Linked DNA regions of Danio rerio: region 2 is linked to region 1. The links are chromatin contacts, called in public HiCAR-type maps. All regions are on one chromosome and are shown on one strand. The core of a region is the stretch at or near the end of the contact, and the rest is flanking DNA. Distances in the headings are between cores, read along the strand shown.

Region 1 (4,880 bases), core at 1,531-4,030:
ACACACAAATAGTATCAGTTCCTTTGATTATTAGATGCATTCATAAGAAATTGTATAAAATGGCGACAAATTAAATAATGTAAAAGAAATCATTGATGGATTTCATATTATAGCCATATACATATCATATTAAATACATACAATATACATTAGATGATTTGATAGAAGAAAACCCTGTTAACCCTTGTGAATTCACAATGCTTTGGTTACGTTCGGAATGAAAACATCTGCTAAATTAAACTGTAAAAATGTATCAGATATATAGGTATTTCTTAATTTTTTTCCAGAGATATATTAAACATCCTTAGTCCTGTTCAAAACTACTAAATGTTCTTTTAATAAAGGATTTTGACTCTTTAATTCCCAAGTTTGTAATGTCGCTGATTTTTTATATAAAAAGGTAACTGTGAAATGGATTTAATTGTACCTTTTTTTGTGATTATTTATTTATTGCAGAACAAAGCCAGCATACATAGCTAGCGACAACTTTGTAAAAACCAGGGTTTGCATTAAATGAAAATACATAAAGAATAAAATAAAAATATAATAATAAAATAAAAGCAAAAAATTATAAACAAATAACAATACACAGGAAAAGAAAAACTCTAGGGTGAGAATTATCTAGTTATTATATTAAAAACTTTCTCAATAAAATCAGACCATGCTTTGATTGTATGGGGTTTAGCTCTGTTAATTCTTGCTGTAGAACGTTCTAATTTTTGAACACATTTTATCCACTGGGAATGCGGGTTCATGCCATATTTTGAATATAACCTTCTTGGCTGCAGTATGAAATAACCTTTTAGTTAGTTTAGATCATAATCATCATTCAATAAACAGAAATTGGGATGTTTAGGAATAATTATTTGTACTTTTAAATTACAGTCTTGGACATGTAAAGGTTAGTAACAACATTGGCTTTGCTGCATTGTTTGTTTGTGTGCAGAATCAGATTTTTATTTATTTTTCTTTCTAACATACTGTGTGTGGCTGTTTTTGCCCCATTGACTTCAATTATAACTACATTTTTGGATTGCAAAGCCATGACAGCACATAATCACATGGTCTTAATTGTTGGTGGTTTTCCCTGTTGGAAAAAGGTGCAATTTGTCATTATTACTGATAACAAAAATATCACCTAATCATGATCAAAATAGCTTAACCTCCTTCAAATAGGCTCAGAATCTCCAGTTCTCAATTCCACTGTATAGTCTCATGTTTGAGCAAAGCATATTTCAGTTTTGTCCGTCACACTACTCATCATGACATTACTTTTTCCCAATTTCAATATAAAAATGTTGTCATTAAGAGAATATTGGTCAAATTGGAAAAAAAAGTCATATATTCATATTAAACATGTCAAATATTAAGAAATGAAAACCCTAGTTTTCATTTACAGCAACGCCTCATGTTTGTTATTCTGGCCTATTGCCAAAAGAAAACAACAACTTGGAATTAAATTATTTTATTTGGAAGAAGCCCTTATAGAATAAAACATACATTAACCTTTTACACCAAATACGCAAGAAGAAAATTCAGTACATCTTGAGAAACTGAGAATTTTCAAGTGATCTATTGATTTTGTTTCCTCCTCATAGCTGTACATCGATTAAATATACAGTTGAAATCTGAATTATTAAACCCCTTTAAATTTTCTTTTCTTTTTAAAAATATTTCTCAAGTGATGTTTAACATCAAGGAAATTTTCACAGCATGTCTGATAATTTTTTGTTCTTCTACATGAAGTCTTACTTGTTTTATTTCGGCTAGAATAAAAGCAGTTTTTTACATTTTTTAAAAAGCCATTTTAAGGTTAAAATTATTAGCCCCTTTAAGCTGTATATTTTTTCAATAGTCTACAGAACAAACCAAATTACCCAAACCTGCCTAGTAAACCTAGTAAAGCCTTTAAATTTCCCTTTAAGCTGTTTAGAAGTGTCTTGAAAAATATCTAGTCACATATTATTTACTGTCATCATGACAAAGATAAAATAAATCAGTTATAAGAAATAAGTTAAGCCATTCCATGCAAATGTCAACGTTGCCATGAAAAAAATGAAGTTTTCACCAAAATACGGAAATTGTTTCTGTTATTTTTGCACATTCAGACTTTCTGCTTAATAATATAATTTCAGAAAAATACTCTTTGCAAATTTTAAATAGGGAAATCACAACAGCAGTTAATGACTATCAAAGTACAACCTTATTTACAGTCAATTACATAGTGGTAACATTGTTTTGAAGTCATCCTTGCGTGCTATTTCAGACTCAATATTCAACTTAGCGCGATAAACAATATATGGGCCATTAAAAGAACGAATTTGCGAATACCAAACCTACTTTACCTCAACTTACTACACAATTTGGCAACAGATAAAAACAAAATAAACAGTGTTCTTGTTATACAATGACATAATTCAATTTTTAGCAGAACCTATATTTGTGTAAATCCACCACCATTGGTACAGCACTATAGCTACTAGTAAAGGTAGAATTAGGTGTGCAACTCACCTGTCTGACTGATACTCATGTCATATTTAACACTTCCTGGAGTTACACTATGAGACTACTGAAGATTACATGTGAAATACAGCCGAATACAACCACCTACGCCAGTCCTGTTTACCTCAGCAAACGCAGAACAGTCTGTCGATATTTACAAATCTTAAAAACCTCAAAAAGACAAAAGAAGAAAGTTTGTAGTTACCTCGTAAAAAGCTTGCACCATCTCCACCAACACCCACTGTTGCCCCGACGCCATTTTGACTGAGTCACATGATCGCTCTGCGCGACTTCCTGATTGATAAAGAGGCGCCATCGCGTGGAGGAGAAGCGTCATTGCAGGCTTCGTCAGTCGGATTTTCCACCTCTGTTTTTGAATGTGATGTCATTTGCTTGGTCACCATCAAACCAGCATTACGTTATGGTTATAAAGAAACCATTTGTTACATTTCTTGTACTGTTGCATACCGTTTGGTAAGCTGAACATTTAATATAGGCTGCTGGAGAATGTTATGGGGGAAATGCAGTATTGTGTGTGTGTGTGTGTGTGTGTGTGTGTGTGTGTGTGTTGCCGTTGTTGCTGTTGTTTTGTGTTGTCTTGAAATGTAACAACCACTTTAGATATTGTAAGAATTGAAATATTGCAAATATTCTGATATCTTTGACAATTCAAAACATGAGCTGAAGACAGGGCCAATGGACTCCACAACCCACCAGGGGGGAACGCGTGAAAAACCAGTTCCTGCTGCATTTGCATCTGACTATGCTGAGACTCAGCTTCATCCCCCCAAGTCACACATATGGTCATTTCAATGTTTCAATGTTTTAGACTAACCAAACTGACTTTAACTATCATGTTTGATATCATTTGAAATGTCTCAGTGCGATTGGTACAATGGTCTCATTCTCCCAGAAATAGACATAATCAGAATAATAAATATAGAACTACAGGCATCTTTTGAACCACTGTGAGGGGTGTGACTTTTACACTAAGTGTGAATGCCTTTTTTCACACCCCCTTCCTTGAGGGAATTCTTGGATTATTTAAGGTAAGGGTTGAGAAAAACTCAGGGCGATTCTGCCTAACCAGATCAGCCCATAACATGGCTTGTTCCATGTTATGTATATTTCAAAGTCAGGAATGCATCTTTTCATCTTGGATTTATCTTTGATAATTTGATGTTTTGTATTGATCGTTTATGAATTGACTGATTGAATTGGCATAATACATTTACCTGACTAATAAATTGTTATGTTTTGAATGATTCAAACAGAGTTCGTGTTATTATCTTTAGTAGATTGTGGTAATTTCATAGCACCACAAGCCCCTGTTCAGGTTAGTAGCGGACTAGAACACGGTAGACGGAGCATTGCGGCACGTTACACGATGTCTCTAGAGCTCCGACTAACAAATTGGCATTTATTCATGTATACTTAGGTTGTAAAAGGATATCTAAGGGGATAGTCCTTCACCCGATAAACTTTTAATACTATTTAGATAGTATAGTGATTATTCAAAGTTACTACTAGTTTAAGTACGACTGGTCTGCTTAATTCTATAGTAATGATCGTTATATGACTAAATAGCTCTGTCTGATTTAGGAGGTAGCAGACCTATGGGGACCGCATAAAAAATATCCTAATCTGAGTAAGTAGTGTTCTGCCTTTTTAGGATAGCGGTCAATCGCCACTGTTTAGTGACCAAGACTGACATGCTTGTGCTTAAGAAATTGTATACTCGGCCGGTACAAGATTCAGGATGTTATAGAGATCCCAATGAACGAGAATAACATAAAATGATGAACCGAAGAGAATATTCAATCATAATCTAAAATAATGTGAAAGGAAACAAAATAACTTTCTCAATGTTTTATAATTGGAGTCAGATAAAACGAGGATAAACATATTAATATTCTAAACCATCTCATACTAAAATTGGAGTCAGATATGAGTTAAGTTTAATATAAATCAACATTGTGCACTGGAAAGACCGAACATGCAGTGAACCTTCATCCACCACTGGATACCGTCATTGGACCAACTGGCTGGACCTTACAATATCATTCATATTGATTAGGAGAATGGTATAAAAACATTCAAAAATTACTTTTATAGCTCTTAAACTTTTAAAATACTCTTGTTTTGTCCTGGTAAATTTGGTATTAGTGCGACTACTTGTTCTTGTGGCATTTAAACCGACCACAACCGAATTTGGAATTGCAAAGCAGGCTACCATAAGCGATAGTAATTCATTCGTTCATTCATTCTTCTCCAGCTCGGTCCATTATTTATCAGGGATCGCCACTGTGGAATGAACCACCAACTATTCCAGCATATGTTTTACACAGCGGATGCACTTCCAGCCACAACCCAGTACC
Region 2 (4,880 bases), core at 1,647-4,146, 180 kb before region 1:
CATGCAACGCGCGGAGCTGTGCATTCATACTTCTGCGCACTGTCTCTGTCGGTCTGCATTAACACTTCCGAAACGCTAGTTGGCAGTGAGGTGTAAATGTTCCTCTGTGTCGAGTTTCTCCGCTGTTGTTTTGCTTTTCCTGAACACTTCCGGGATGTACAAGTGGCTCAAACTCGCTTATTTTGAGGCAGGAACCGGCGGACATGCAACAACTTTAACTATGAGGTAAACACAAAACAAAACTTTCCATCCGGAGCTCCTTCACGGGACTCCACACTTGTAAACAATCGCTCCATCAGGCTCGCACCATTTACGTGGCTCTCAGTCCCGCCCAGACTCGTCAGCGCTACCAAGCCGACCAATCACAGAGCTTGCGCTACGCGTCGTTGCGATGTGTAGTTACATTTTTTGAGAGGTGCACGTCAGCGACGCCGACGGCCACGGGGAAGGGCTATGCGTCAGCGCCGTAGCATACGCCGGCGTTTGACGCAGAAGTATAGATCAGCCTTAACAGTCACTTGGCCACATCCACAGTGTAGAGGTTTCCAGCTGATGCAGTGTGAAACAACAGAGATTGACCAAGAAACGCACAACACACCTATCAAAATCACCTGTATAGGCTCCCCTAAAGAAAGGTTACTTTTATAGACAGTATGTCTTAAGTAATTAAGAACTGAGTTGTCTCGATGCAAACTGACATTGAGTTTATATGTATGTTATGTGTTAACTCTGTAGGCAGTAGAGAACCGTAGTGTTCTTGTGTGTACTGTTTGTTTACAAGTGACACTGGCAAATTGGCAATCATTTTTAAGGTTCCAGGAGAACAGGGATTTTATGACAACATTCTTGTCTGTATAGGATCTAACTTTAAATGGAAACAATAAATCAAAACCTATGCATCGTGTAAATGTAGTCTACCCCAGTGCCCCTGTAAAGTATCGAACCAAAGCTTGAAAAAACAAATGTGTGAGTGAACTGTACAAATGGATTAAACAATATAAACAATTCCTTTGGTTTTTTGCAAACCTGTTTGACCCATTAGACTAAAAAAGTATTCATTTGTGGTTCTGATCGTAAAAAACACGCAGGTCAAAATTGCTAAAATATTAATGAAACATCATCAGGATTATTATTAGCAACGCCCTTGTGTTTGATTATATAAAGTCACCAACCAAAAGGTGACTTCTTTACAACAAGAGTAAATGAAGAATGTGTACAGTTCTTCAGCTTTTTAAAGTAAAAATAAAAATATTACATCCTAATATCAAGCAGGTCCAAACGTGCCTATCAAAACGTAATTTCCAAACTATGCTCTGCCCCATTATGTCACCATTTTAAGGCGGGTCGTGATCAAAGTAATGCATTGAGAGCACACACTCAGCCTTTCAAAGGGAAAACGCTTTTATAACGTGGCCGTGCTTACATTCAATTCAATTGTGGAAACCCTTTCGAAGAAATGCGTTAATATGAAGACCGCTTTATTTTAGTTCAGCGACTTGTGAGGCAAATGTGAAGACCTTGTCATGGCAGTGACCGTGTAGATCAAAGAGCTGAAATTACCTCATTTAACCCCGGCTATGGTCATAAACTTAAGTTTACCGTTGTAACTTAGCCGTGAGGTCGATCATAACACTATTAACAGATTGTAAACACAGCCGGGCTTGAAGTCGGGCTCCGGTACAGGCGCAGACTAACAGCACAGGGGAACAAAGGAATGCGCGCAGCATCACACGTGGCTGAACAGAGACAAATTAATCAATAAAAGGGCGCTAGAAAAATGCGATCGAAACATCTCTCAACTCGACAAACAAGGAACATGATTATATTATCTCTGCTCTGGTGGTTTACGGCAACAAATTATTTCTCAAAGTCAAGGGGTGCGCGTATTCAACCGTAATCTCCAATGAATAAATAGATATGATGACAAACTTAGTTGTAATGAAGTGATGGGATTACTTTAAAATAACAGCTTTATAGGAAAGGCGTACAGGCACCATGCCCTTGTTGTGTTATTTGACAGGCATTTATTGCATTCACCCCATCCCGACTGAGACACTCAGGACAGCCTCATCTGTGCGCGTGAAACATTACCCAAACGCATTGTCATTAGAAATATCAGATTTTTTTTTAAAGTCGTTTAAGACGTCGTGCCATCGCAGTCTTTTTGATCAGAAGTGTCCCAGCTTCCGTTATTGTGCAAGGACTGTAAGATGATCAGTCACTATTACACAATAAATGCAAACAAGCGTTATGGAACGCAGACCAAATGAATATTACGCACGGTATTATGAACGTGCATCAAAGCGAGCGCGTGTCACATATTCAGTGTGCCAGCGCAATTCTACACATGTAAGGCTTTGTGATTGATATATAATATTTATTTTACAACTATTTGATTTATATTTAAATAATTACACAAAGTATGCATATTATATGCATGACCTGAGAGGCTGATACACCCACCCAATATGCAGACACTGGGCTATCCCGTCTCCCAATCTTATATCTGGGGTTCATTAAAAACATTATAAATGTGTATTTTAAAAACACTGTGTGAGTAATACCAACAACAGCTCAGGAGCGCTAAAGTCAAACAAGATATTTCATCACTGATCTAATAATACTCAACATAGAAGTACTGCTAAATGACGCCTTGAAAGTTGCTTTACTGTATCAATCTGTTATAACTCATCTACCGGCTCAAAGAGCCCAACCAAACCCAATCTAATCACAGCGAAAGAAGAAAACATTTACCTCTAGTAACCAAAACCCCACTTAGATGGAGATCCGGAATAAATAGTGCGCGTGAAAACATTAAGAAGTGTTTCATCAGCTGCAATAAAATCCCATCTGGAAATGATACTTGTGTTTCTCCTTTGCGTTTTCCTGCTGGAGTGGCTGCTGTTCGTGGATCTGTGTTAGTAGGTCACTACTGAAGTGTATTGGCAGCGCGCTTTGACTGGCACTTCTGCGAACCAATCGAAACGCGGCATCTTCCGATTTGAGCCAATGATTCGCTCCTCGTTTTTAGAAGCCTTCTGGCTGGCGCACATAAGTAATGATGACTCCATAAGAATGAACTGTAATATACTCAACATAGCAGAGAGTCTTAAAAATAGACGATGCAAATGTTAGCTAGTCTTTTCTTCTATTAGGTGCTTCCCATTGACTTTCTTAAAACAAGATTCAAACGAAATGTATTCATGTAACTATTAACATAATTATTTTAGCGTTAAGTATTAAGAACTAGCCTATAATGTTAGTGAATCTTGATTTTATATATACTTTATTTATAATATTATATAATTTAATTAATATTAGTATTAATTTTTATTATATTAATTATTACCCATTTAATTCTAGATGACTTGTATGCTGTTATTTCAAAATACCAAAGACATCAAATAAAACATGGTATTTAAAGAAACCAGTTTATGCTGATCTATATAAATGTTATGTATTATTATTATTATTATTATTATTATCCTTTAAATGACAGCGAATCGATTCCCTTTAACCTTTTTTTTTCATCATTACAAAACTCAATGACCTCCGCAAGCTTTATTTTCCCCAATTACCAAACCTAGTTTGACTTATAGGTGTTGTGTAATTGTCAATTTACATAATTTATGGCTCTTTAATAGTCGATATGATATAACAGGTGTGGATGTGATGTAACCTAAAACCAAGGAGTTGCACAACGTGGCGCCCAGGATGACCTATATTAAATAATATGTGTGCGACTGCGCCATCCAGTGGCATAACAATATATAATATTTCATTTGCGCTGTGTTATGAGTGCACATTCAGAAACTATTTCATAAAACAGTCACACTTTACAATAAGAGTTTCATTAGGTAATATTAGATCGTGTGTTCACTGTCAGCATTTAAGTATGAGTAATAAGTAACTATTTATAAATTAAACTAATAATTTATTCATTTTCCTTCAGCTTAGTCCCTTTATTCTTTAGGGGTCGCCACAGTAGAATGAACCACCAACTTATGTTTTACGCAGCAGCCCTTTCAGAAGCAAATCAGTACTAGGAAACATCCATACACTCATTCACACACATACACGATGGCCAATTTAGTTTATTTAATTCCCCTATAGTGCATGTCTTTGGACTTGTGGGGGAAACCGGAGCACCCGGTTGGAGGAAATCCATGGGAACATGGGGAGACATACACGACGGCCAATTTCACCTATAGCGCATGACTTTGAACTTTGGGGGGAACCGGAGGAAACCCACGTGAACATGGGGAGAACATGCAAACTCCACACAGAAATGCCACTTGCCCCAGCCAGGGCTCGAACCAGCAACCCACTAATTATTGACTAATTTTATTATTAAAAATCCATAGTTAATACACTTGAGTAAATGTGAACTATGAATGAACGGCTTCATTCAAAGAGAAATAACTCATTCATTCATTTTCTTTTTGGCTCAGCCCCTTTATTAATCAGGGGTCACCACAGCGGAATGAACCGCCAACTCATCCAGCATGTTTTACGCAGATGTTTTCCAGCTGCAAATAGGAATAATACTGTAATAAATTCCTTGTGAGGCGAGGCAGTGGCGCAGTACTGTCGCCTCATAGCAAGAAGGTCGCTGGTTCGAACCTTGGCTCAATTGGTGTTTCTGTGTGGAGTTTGCATGTTCTCCCTGCCTTTGCGTGAGTTTTCTCCGGGTGCTCTGGTTTCCCGCACAGTCCAAAGACATGTGGTACAGGTGAATTGGGTAGGCTAAATTGTCCGTAGTGTATGAGTGTGTGTGGATGTTTCCCAGAGATGGGTTGCGGCTGGAAGGGCATCCACTGAGTAAAAACTTGCTGGATAAGTTGGAGGTTAATTCTGCTGTGGCAACCCCGGATTAATAA

The links. HiCAR-type assays count read pairs that join an accessible place to other places.
Region 2: a contact with region 1 is called in a HiCAR-type map of caudal fin, with 6 times the contacts expected there. The contact joins the promoter of nfil3 here to the promoter of sptlc1 in region 1. A contact is called at or near these places in 2 of 18 Hi-C or Micro-C datasets (embryo and fibroblasts) and 3 of 4 datasets of contacts at active chromatin or transcription factors (caudal fin, embryo and gastrula embryo).

Annotation. Positions count from the first base shown.
Region 1 is chr10:5,705,198-5,710,077 of GRCz12tu, reverse strand. sptlc1 (serine palmitoyltransferase, long chain base subunit 1) reads right to left here and starts at 2,780. Exons shown (of 15, transcript NM_001020471.1): 1 at 2,708-2,780. The coding sequence starts at 2,761.
Region 2 is chr10:5,885,665-5,890,544 of GRCz12tu, reverse strand. It overlaps nfil3 (nuclear factor, interleukin 3 regulated), which reads right to left and starts at 2,896. Exons shown (of 2, transcript NM_001004120.3): 1 at 2,755-2,896.